2 separate regions of the Mus musculus genome follow, and region 2 is linked to region 1. The links are chromatin contacts, called in public promoter capture Hi-C maps. All regions are on one chromosome and are shown on one strand. The core of a region is the stretch at or near the end of the contact, and the rest is flanking DNA. Distances in the headings are between cores, read along the strand shown. Region 1 overlaps Ccdc83 (coiled-coil domain containing 83). Region 2 holds the start of Ccdc89 (coiled-coil domain containing 89).

Region 1 (5,235 bases), core at 2,508-5,007:
TTTGCTCAGGGTCTGTGTATGCTGTAGAGCATAGGGATGCAAGAGGAGCAGAAAACAAGTATTGCCACCGTCTCCATCAATAAGAAGCATCCCTGGGATTTCCCTTACACAGAACAAAGCAGTTATCCTCCACCTAGGAGCTTGCAGGCTCTCTCCCAAGAACGCTGAAATCATCTGATGATACACAGTTGCTAGCATAGATGTGAGACAATTATATGCAAAAAAAGGTATATATTTCTAATTATGGCATTCATGAGATCACAATGTAAGCCCTTGCTTTCTCAACTCAAAATACTCCTCCTGCCCTGCCGTGCCTATTTACAGACTTCAGCTTACTCTTTCAGCCACAGGAGAAACTTGGAGTGGAAACAGTCCTACGTATGCAGTGGTGGAGACAATACCACCATCCCACTGACCCTTGCTAACAGGACCAGATATGGGTTACTAAGAACGACCGGACAAATCTGAAGAGAAAGCCAGGCAAGCTGGAGAATAGAAGTGCACACCGCTCCTACTAATCAAAGCCACTGCTGAAAGACGCCGGTGGGAAATTCAGAAATTTGAAAAGGAGCTTTTATTAATACCAAAAAATTGTGAGAGCCAGTTTATTTAGAAAACAGGATCCCTCAAGGCCAAAATAATCAAATATAAAATAGAATGCAGAATGCACTCTCTCGGAGCAGGACAAGACACATCACTAATGTAGGAGGCACAGCACCCAAGCAATATTAACTCTAAAAAGATAACGCAGAAACAAACATCAGCAGGACACTAGGGGGGAAAAAAAATCCCTGTTCTTTTAAAATGGCAAACAAAGGAAGGCGGAACGGATGAGCAGGAAGCCGGCACTGGCGTCAGTAAGGACATTCAGTGGAGAATGTTTTTGAACTTGGAATTCTATACTCCACTCAACTAGACTAAAGGGCAAAAACAAAGCAAAAGCAAAAGCAAAAAAAAAAAAAAAACAACAACAACAACAAAAAAAACCTATTCCCAGAATTTCAAGGGCTGGGACATTTACTTCTCAATCATCCTCGGGAATTTACCTAACATCATACGTAACAACACAAGCTAGTATACAGAGAAAAAAAGAAGGAAACAGGAAACGCTGGCCTCCCCTAAACTCCAGGGAAGAAATGCCTGAGGATAATTGCATTGCAGGCCCAAAAGGCATCCAGATTAGGGATGATGTCATTTCCAGGCTCCAAACCCACGCACCCATCAGCCAGCTGCAACTCCATGGAAGCTCACCACAGGCATCTCCAACTCCTGAATTGACAACAGCTGCCTCTTTCCCTGAAACTGCTTCTGGTCCCATGTTCTGCCTGTCCCACTTAAGGACCCCACCACAGTTATGTAGTCACCCAAGAAGGGATTTTAGGAGTCCTGAAGAAATGTCTTTTTCAGTCTCCAAATCCAGAAAGGCTCTAAGTCCTGTCTTTAAGCACTGCTTGCTGGTCTGCCTCTGCCCTACTCCAGGCCCACATTAGCCACATCCCTTCTGTAAGTGATGCCTTCCTGGCTTTCCTGCCCTTAAGCCAGACTCTTCCTTCCCCTTTCCCCTCTACAGAGGTCTTCTAGCGATGTAGGCTGGACACACATTGTGTACCACATTGACAGGTTTGGAATTATGATGGGTAATAGCGTCAACTTGACAAAATCTGGAATGTTCTGGAAGACATAACCCTGGGGATATATAAGGTGGGAAGACACATCCAGAATGTGGGCACTATTTCATGGCCTAGGGTCCTAGTCTGAATAAAACAAGAGTAAGCAAGCCGAGCACACCAGCGTCCATTGCCCAGCCTTCCTGACTACAATGCAGTGTGACCCACTGCTCCATGGGCCTGCTGCCATGCCAACCTAACCATGACAACCCCAAGCCACTTGGATCTTCAAACAATGAGCCATACATATCCTAAAGGCACCCAAGTCAACATGTCCACTGTGGAATATTAAATTCCTCATCCATCCAGAAACACTAATAAGAACCAACAAGAACGCCACTTTAAAGCTTGTCCCATTCTCTTCCCTGTCCCCCATCTGTCGGAGTAGAGTAAGGGTCTAGAAAACTAGGAGACAATTTCTATACTGTTTCAGCAATATTGTCAAGTAGCTTTACTGTGTATGAGATGGGTGTTAAGGGAGCAAACTGGGCCTTGTGCACACTAGGCAAGGGTTCGGCCCCCTGGCCCCAGCCCTGGCCTTTTCCCTTTTCCTTTAGATTTTACCTGATTTTTTGCTGTGTTGGTTACTGAGCCCAGAGCCTTGTGCATAGTCGGCAAGAACTGCAGCCCCAGCCCCTGTTGTTTGAAGACAAGGTTTCCCATTGGCCAGGCTACCTTTGAACTTGCTCTGGGTTCTGCATTCACCTAAACCCTGCCTCAGCCTCTTGAGTAGCTAGGATTGCAGGACTGTGCCACCAGTGCCAGCCTGACAATTGTCAAATTAACTTTGTAAAGTCATGTTAATAAGGGCTCGTACCATTACTCCTGAATAATTAGAATGAATTTCCTATTTACACAAGACTTTGAGATGGAGGTCAGGGATCAGAAGTTAAGGGTCATCTTTGGCTATACAGCGAGTTCAAGGCTAGCCCTGTCTACACAAGACGTTATCTAAAAAATAAAAATATAAATAAATAAATAAAGCTAAAACAAGGAATCAATAATTTAAAACTCAAGGTGGGTTAATAATATAATGTTAGGGGAATTTATTATTATTTTACTAAATATAATAGTATAATCCTATATAACTATTTAACTCTGGATTTATAAGATGTCACAGATCTTAGATTTAAGGAAAATGACTTAAAAAGATGTATATTTGACAATAAGAAAGGTTGCCCTGATGAAGCTTCAAATGTTTGGTTTCATTTAGTTGTTTTGTTTTGTTTTGTTTTGTTTTTTTTAATTCTTATAATTCACTGGAAAAAAAAGGGGGAAGTGTCAAGTTTAACTCACAGAACTTGGAGGAAAAGGGCAAAGCATTTTAAAGAAATTCAATAGGTTTAATATTTCTATTACAATAAATATTCATTTTGGCATGGTTAAATTTCCTCAAAAAATGAATGAAAACCACTTCTTATTGTAAGTTCTATCACTACATCCAAGGGTTGCCCAGAAACACACCTAAGGTGATTCATTTCCTTGAGGAAGGTATCTCATGGCTTGAAAAGCGTTGCTAAGCGGTCACCTCGGGGAACCACCCACTCATCTTCTCTCCGCAAAAAAACCCAGAGCATTGATGTGTGTGAAGATTCAGAGCAGCTTGGTGCATTGCTTTTGCTGTGTGTTTTCATTTGGCATGCTCATTAGGAAAAGGAAGACAATTGAATTTTTCAAATGACGTTCACTCTCTCAGAGAAACAGGACAAGGGGAGACTCCTACTCTCAGAAAGGGCTTCTAATCTCTTAGGGCTCAAGGGGACTTGCGTCCACTTTAGTCAGGCCCCTAGGTCCCTGGGTGACGGAGTGTGACTTGTCTGTCCTCATCTCCAGCAGAACTTCGTAGGTATTTAGAGAAGCCTGGTTCCCCACCTTTTCTTCCCTTCATGCTCCTTACTCCAGAACGCTAAGACGATTATGAGAAGCTACGGGCTTTGTTTCCCTAGTACTTCAAAAGCCAAGAGGATTCAGCAATTAATGCAAACATTGCTGTGCACTCTGAAGAGGGAAGTGATGTCATAAGATAGCCTAAGCCCTGCGCAGGTGTCATGGTGCCAACTTTGGAAAAAGCTGGAGAACGACGTGCTACCTCCCACGCATGCCCAGCCCACAGCCTTGCGTCTTTCACTTTCCTCTCTGCACAGCCTCTCTGGTGTGTTTCTCATCCTTTGAAAACAAACTTTTCTTTAAGGCATCTAAGGCATCCAAACTTGTAATCAAGTTAATTATCTCTGAGCCTAAACACCAACCACGGGCTTATTATAGACTTAGAAGGGTTGAGACAGGTGAGTAACATTTGTTTTGTCTTCCTTTCCAGCTCGAAGCTGCCTGCAGGCTGAGCAATGACACCACAAGGCTCTCTAATTAGCTCTGGCTTTGTTGACTGAGTTGACTGGGTCTTTGGGGGGAAAGGTTGAATCTTGTTCACCTTTGTGTCCTATATTGTGCTGTTCCTGAGGAAGCGCTATTCAGATTTCTCCTCAGTGATGCTGGTCTCTTCTTCATCACTGTTAATTTCTTAGCTCCAGCTGGCTAGCATCAATTGTCCCAGTTAAAGTAAAAGGTTTACTTTCACGGTTCCGGACTCTTGTTAGCCATAGCTGATTCTTCAGCCCCAGCTAACCAGAACACAGATTCTTTTTTTTTTTTAATTAGAATTTTATTTTTCTTTTATGTACATTGGTGTTTTGCCTGCATGTATATCTGTGTGAGGGTGTCAGATCCTCTGGAACTAGAGGCACAGACAGCTGTGAGCTGTCATGTAGGTGCTTGAAATTGAATCTGGATCCTCTGGAAGAGCAGCCAGACATCTCTCCCCACCCCCAACCCTCACCCAGAGCACAGATTTTTAACTCAAAATATGCAACAGCTGTGATAGAGTATTTTCAGGGCTTCCAACCTTCCCTCTGGAACTTCGCAAGTCAGGCCTCCATCTTCTGCGTTGCTCTCAATATCCTTTTTTCTTCTTTTAAGACTTTACTTTATTTACACGAGTTCACTGTAGCTGTCTTCAGGCACCCCAGAAGAGGGCATTGGATCCCATTATAGATGGTTGTGAGCCACCATGTGGTTGCTAGGAATTGAACTCAGGACCTCTGGAAGAGCAGTCAGTGCTCTTAACCACTGAGCCATCTCTCCAACCCCGCTCTCACCATTCTTATCTTCCAAGTTCCCTTCGAACGGATCACCAAGCTACAAATACTCAATGGCTTTTTAATTCAATGTTCCAAAGTCCTTCCACAATCTTCCACAAAACAGCATGTCTGTCAGAGCAATACCCAATGATCCTGGAACCAATTCTGCCCTAGTTTAAAGAATATAATTCTAATATAGGTGCTAGTAGAAAGGGCTTTTAGTCATTTTTTTAAAGTACCACCATACATACCAGTTATTGCAGTATGTTCTCATTATCTTATTTATTGTTGCCTTTAGAGCAATCCCCATTCACTGGCCAATGTGCCATACTGCTAAAGTGAATTTTGTTTTCCTATGTCTGCCTCTGCTTATTTCTAAGTTCAGCCATGCCTCAGGAGTCTTGCAAAGGACAGCGACCACTCTGTAATAATTG
Region 2 (5,060 bases), core at 1,099-3,598, 190 kb before region 1:
GGAATTAACTTGATAACTTTACTTCCTTAGGAACTTTACATTAATCTACATTTAACTCTGTTAAATAGCTACTTTTACAAAACTGAATTATTCCTACAAAGAATGCCATAAGTACACATATACGCATTCAGCTTGGACTTTTAAAACACAAAATTACACAAAATGTATTGACAGAAACAGAAAACAATTTATGAGCTGCTACCAAAATCTGCTATGACTAGTTACCTTAAATTGAGGTAATTTTTTTGCCTATTAGCATATTGTAAAATAGTCTCAATAGAGAATGTCTAAATCCTCTCAGTTATTAAGGAGAAAAACCAAGAAAGTGGAAGTAAGATAGACTTGCAGAAAATATTAGAATTGGTTGATGTAACGAACTTGAATCTTAATGCTCAATAGAATGAATGTATCAGAGCTAGCTTTTACACTTTGGCACACAAGTGAATGATCAAACTTTTGCTTTGCCAAGCTAATACAAAATCAGATCCAATTAGAGCCTTTTTGCTGAGAAGTTTTTGTCCTACCATGCTGACTTCTGTTTGTTTATACGCCCACCTACAGTGTTGTAAGCCTATTGTTCTGCAATGGCTAATGGGGCTGTGTCTTCCCTTTTTTCCCCCACGATAGCATGTTTATTTTAGGATCCATTAAATCATACATCTTTTCAAGCTATCTATAGGAAGATGTCTGAGGCTGAGAATGAGTGAGTTATGAGGTAGAAGATACGGATAATCTTAAGAAACCTTTGAAGGTACAGCGGGGAACACTGGTTAATCTTAAATGTGTTCTAGTGGGTGTAACTGAAAATTAACATTAACTTTGCAACAGTAACAACAACAACGTCATAGTAAAGTAGTTTTTGTACTTAAAAGTATAGTAAATGAATTATCTTTGCTTTTGCCATAAATCTAAGGCACATGGACTTGAAATATTGACTGGAGACCACAGGAAGCACAATTTCTCTTATGGAAAGAGATGGCGGAGTTTGGCATTAAGCTCTCTCTCTTTGCTTAAGAGATCCAGGCTGTGCTTTTTGAAGGCTTCTGATTGCAGACGCAGCTCATCATAAGCTTTCTGGATCCCATCTACCCTGCGCTGAAGCTCGCGAACTCTCAGGTTGCTATCAACGGCCACTGCCTCTTGCTCAAAGCGTTCCAGCGCATGCTTCTTAGCCATGGCTGCTGTCTCCAACTTCTCCTCAAGCTGGCGGATCTCAGCCTGTTTGTTCTGAAGCACCTTGCCTCTCTCCATGGACAGCTGCAGCAGCTCCTCTTTCTCTCGCAGGACAGTCTGCAGCCTGGCCTGCAGCTCCTGGTTCAGGTTGAGATTAGCCTCTTGCTCCTTTCCCATCTGTTCCGTGGCCTGCTGGTGTTGCTGTTTGATGCTCTGCAGCTGGCTGCGCAGCTCCTCGGTCTCCTTGGCATGGTCACAGGCTTGCTGGTTCTGCAGGCCCAGCAGCTCCTCCTCTCGGGCCTGAGCCTGGCTAGCTTCGTGAGCGCATCTCTGTTTCAAGACCTCCAGTTCCTCCACCAGGGCCTTGTTGAGTGTAGTGAGCTCCAGTACCTTAGCCTCCTGGTCTTTCAGAGCCTGGCTGAAGAGGCTGTTGTTTTCCTGCCTCAGCCTCGCATTCTCCTCTTTCAGCTTGACGTTTTCACTCTTGTGCGCATCCTTGAAGCGAATCATCTGCTCGTGGTTGGATGCCAGGATCATGAAGTGATTCTCCAGCTTTTGGATGTGCTCACTCTGGGCCTTCAACTTCTCCATCTCCTGCAGCCTCTTCTCCTCCAGCTCCGAGTTGAGCAGTTCTAAGATCTGGCAGCGTTCCAGGGCCTCGTCGGATCTGCGTTTCAGGATGCAGATGAGCTGGGATTGCTCTTGGATGCGGGAGCGAAGCATTGCCTTCTCGCCCTTCTCCTCCTCAGACAGTCCCCTAAGGTTGGCCAAAGCTTCTCTCAGACCGTCCATTTCCTTAAACCCCAATTCCTCATCCTGGTTTTGCAGGTTTTCGTTTTGTTTTCCTAAGATCTCGTCGGGGGGTGGGGTATCCATCCTAAGAGTCTTCTCCTCCTGCGGCATAGACGCGCTCTGCGGGAGAACTGACTTCAGTCTTTCCCCCTTCTGATTTCAAAGGGGCGTTGCTATGGACGCTTGGCACTCTCCAGCGGTTGGTTTTTCCAGTAAGGAGTCCTATAATTGGTGGACAGGCCTGCAGAACGCAGTGAGGTAATAGGGGGAGTTCAGGGCCAATCTGGTCAGGCTACGCATGTCGTTTAAACCAATCACAGTTCTTAGTTCACTGCCACTGTCCCGCCTGTGCCGCAAAGACATAAGCCTTCCACAAAGTCAGCTTCCTATTCTCTACAAATCCTGATTTCTCATAAGAGTAAACAAAGTAAGCTTACAGTGACTTACTCTGCTCTTTATTCTGAAAAGAAACTGCTGTCTATAGAAACAATTCGCCATGGGTGCACACAAAGGAGAGTCTGGACCCAAGTCTTAGCTCAGCTGCTATAAATGAAATTTCTTTTGTTTCCCTTAACTCTAACCTTATCTTTGGGAGTGGACACCTTTAGTTAGACACTCAATCCTCCTGTTTATCTATTGGGAAAATAAATGGACAGACAGAAACGCAATGAACAATACAGATGCAATCAAATCAGAAACAAAAACCAAAAACCAAACCAAAACAACAACACACCCCATGATGGTTGATTACACTTGTGCCTTGCACACTGGAAACATGGAGATACAAGTCTGTTTGACAAGACGCCAAGAGTGATAGTCGAGTGTGTATAAAAGTGTCAGATAAGATTGACATATTAATAAAAACCTTAGAAGCATTAATAGAGCACCATGTTGAAAGAGAAATAAATAAATACATTTTAAAAACGAGACAGAAACAGCTGAGCAATGAATCTCAAGAATGATCCAACAAATGCAAGCAAAAATTAGATGGTATTTCATCCACCAAAGTCAGTAAAAATAAATGGATATAATTCTCATTAATTATGATTTCCCTTTAAACATGATAATGCTCAATTAGCTGTTTCTTTTGGATATTTAGATTCCAAGCTTCTTAATTATTATGAGGTAGATGGCAGAAGCTTTGCACAAGGTTCTTCTTCCTCCTCCTCCTCCTCCTCCTCCTCCTCCTCCTCCTCCTCCTCCTCCCCCTCCTCCTCTTCCTCCTCCTTCTTCTTCAGATTATTTCAAACAAACAGCTCCCCACAAGGACAGTTACTGGCTCTCAATACAGTTAAAGCACTTTTAGTTAGCATAGACACTCTTAACTGACTTTCATCCAGAATATAAAGAGCAAATGACCAGAAAATTTGAATGTGTCTCTTCTTGTTTTACATATAGTGAACATTGTATTTGTTGATTACCTTATATGGTTATGTGATATAACAAACTGAAATTATAAAATATATTTTCTAAGAACAGGAAAAACTCTCAAAATATTAACATCAGTTGTTTCTCCGGGTTGGAATAACTGTCTCCCTCCCTCCCTACCTACCTAAGGCCCACACACATAACAGATATTCAGAGATCTTTATTGAATAGTTTTTCCACATTTAAAAATGTATTTTGTTAAGTACAAATTAACTTCTGTAACATCAAAATCGATAGATTTTTTTTCTAAATTAAAGCAAAGAACTTCAAAAGATTTATTGAGGGTGCAGGAGGAGGAATACTAACACATAGGATGTTTGAAAAAGTTTGAGTAAACCTATTTTATAATCTTTTAAAATATAAATATTAGAATACACACACACACACACACACACACACACACAAACACACATATATATTTCTCCCTAGAAGCCATAGATCATGAAACAAAGAGCTAAGCATCAGGAACAAGACATTTGCCTTAAAGCTATTGATCAAAAAATCCAGAGACTCCTAAAACGACCCAGGCTATCTTCATTCTTCTTAGTTGCCCACCAAGACTTGATAAGACCCTGTTATTGGAGATACCACATGCTTTTGTCACAGAATATGGAAAATGAAACTGATCTTATTGGCTAGCTTTCATAGTGCTGGAAGGTGCTCTGTAGGCTTGCTGGGGGGAAAGACATCAACATTCTCACCCAGCTGTGAACCCTGCATACTATAATAAGGACCAGCTCAGCCAGATGTGCTCCTCAGTGCAAAGATGAAATGAATGCTATTCCATTTAAGGCCTGTTCCTCAAGGTGGAAGTCAACTGGGACAAGAACCCATGGCATGGTAGGTTAGAGGCCTAAGGAAAGGATTTACTACTATTGTGTTGTTAAGTGGACATAGATACAACATCCTTCTAAACATTTATCTTCCTACCTATTGATTAGTGCAGCTCTCAACCATCTTGCAGCAGATATGAAGAATACAGGACTAGAACACTCAGCTCTAAAGGCAGCACCTGCATTACCAGTCCCCAGTCTCCCCTAGAGCTCACGGGTCATCACAGAAGAGGGGGTGAAAGATAACAAGAGTTAGACGTTTGACGGCTTCAAATCAGTGTGTCCTGGACACCAAGGGGTGCTTTCTGGGTGTGAACTCATGAAGTCATAAGTGTATTCAGGAGACCTCCACAGGATCAAGGTAGGCAAAATTTCTATGTGGCTGTGTTGTGTGACAGTTTTCCTCATCAGATTCACCAGCCAGTCACTCCCAGAGTAATTGAGCTAAACTGCAAAGAAGACTCTGAGACCAGACCAGCTGTCTGGAAGAAGCAGAAAGCAGTCCAGCTGCCTGGAAGAGGTTCAGACCACATGGAAAGGACATTCAGACCACATGGAAAGGACACTCTCCAACCTATCGAGCAGGCTACAGGCTGTGCAGTGTGCTTCAGGTTCCCAGCCTTTGGGGAGCTGTCACCCATGCTGGGGTGGATTTTGGTGATGCATCCATCTTTGTTGAGTCACTTCTCCTCCTGTAAGTAAACCCCCCCACCCCATACTCTGGTAAGTAATCCCAATAAAACTCATTGGTTTGCTGATGGTATCGGACTTTGGCTTGTCCTGGGATCCCTCTCTGGAGTAAGGAGATGTGTGTGTGTGTGTGTGTGTGTGTGT

Evidence for each region. Promoter capture Hi-C pulls out the DNA fragments that hold promoters and counts their contacts.
Region 2: a promoter capture Hi-C map of trophoblast stem cells shows a contact between it and region 1, with 2.4 times the contacts expected there. The contact joins the promoter of Ccdc89 here to the enhancer-like site in region 1. A contact is called at or near these places in 3 of 39 promoter capture datasets (the C10 cell line, HPC-7-derived erythroid cells and trophoblast stem cells), 1 of 115 datasets of contacts at active chromatin or transcription factors (stem cell-derived neural progenitor cells) and 2 of 9 other capture datasets (embryonic stem cells and liver).

The regions. Positions count from the first base shown.
Region 1 is chr7:90,230,118-90,235,352 of GRCm38.p6, reverse strand. The region is part of intron 7 of Ccdc83 (coiled-coil domain containing 83); the gene reads left to right. Among named protein-coding and RNA genes, the nearest start is that of Ccdc83, 33 kb to the left of the region's middle. Within about 2 kb of position 3,757, at least 9 of the 459 cell types and tissues checked have an H3K27ac peak or open chromatin away from gene starts, as enhancers often do. A contact at or near this core is called in trophoblast stem cells, where this site is marked.
Region 2 is chr7:90,423,600-90,428,659 of GRCm38.p6, reverse strand. Ccdc89 (coiled-coil domain containing 89) reads right to left here and starts at 2,348. Exons shown (of 1, transcript NM_027298.1): 1 at 1-2,348. The coding sequence starts at 2,076. The coding sequence ends at 964.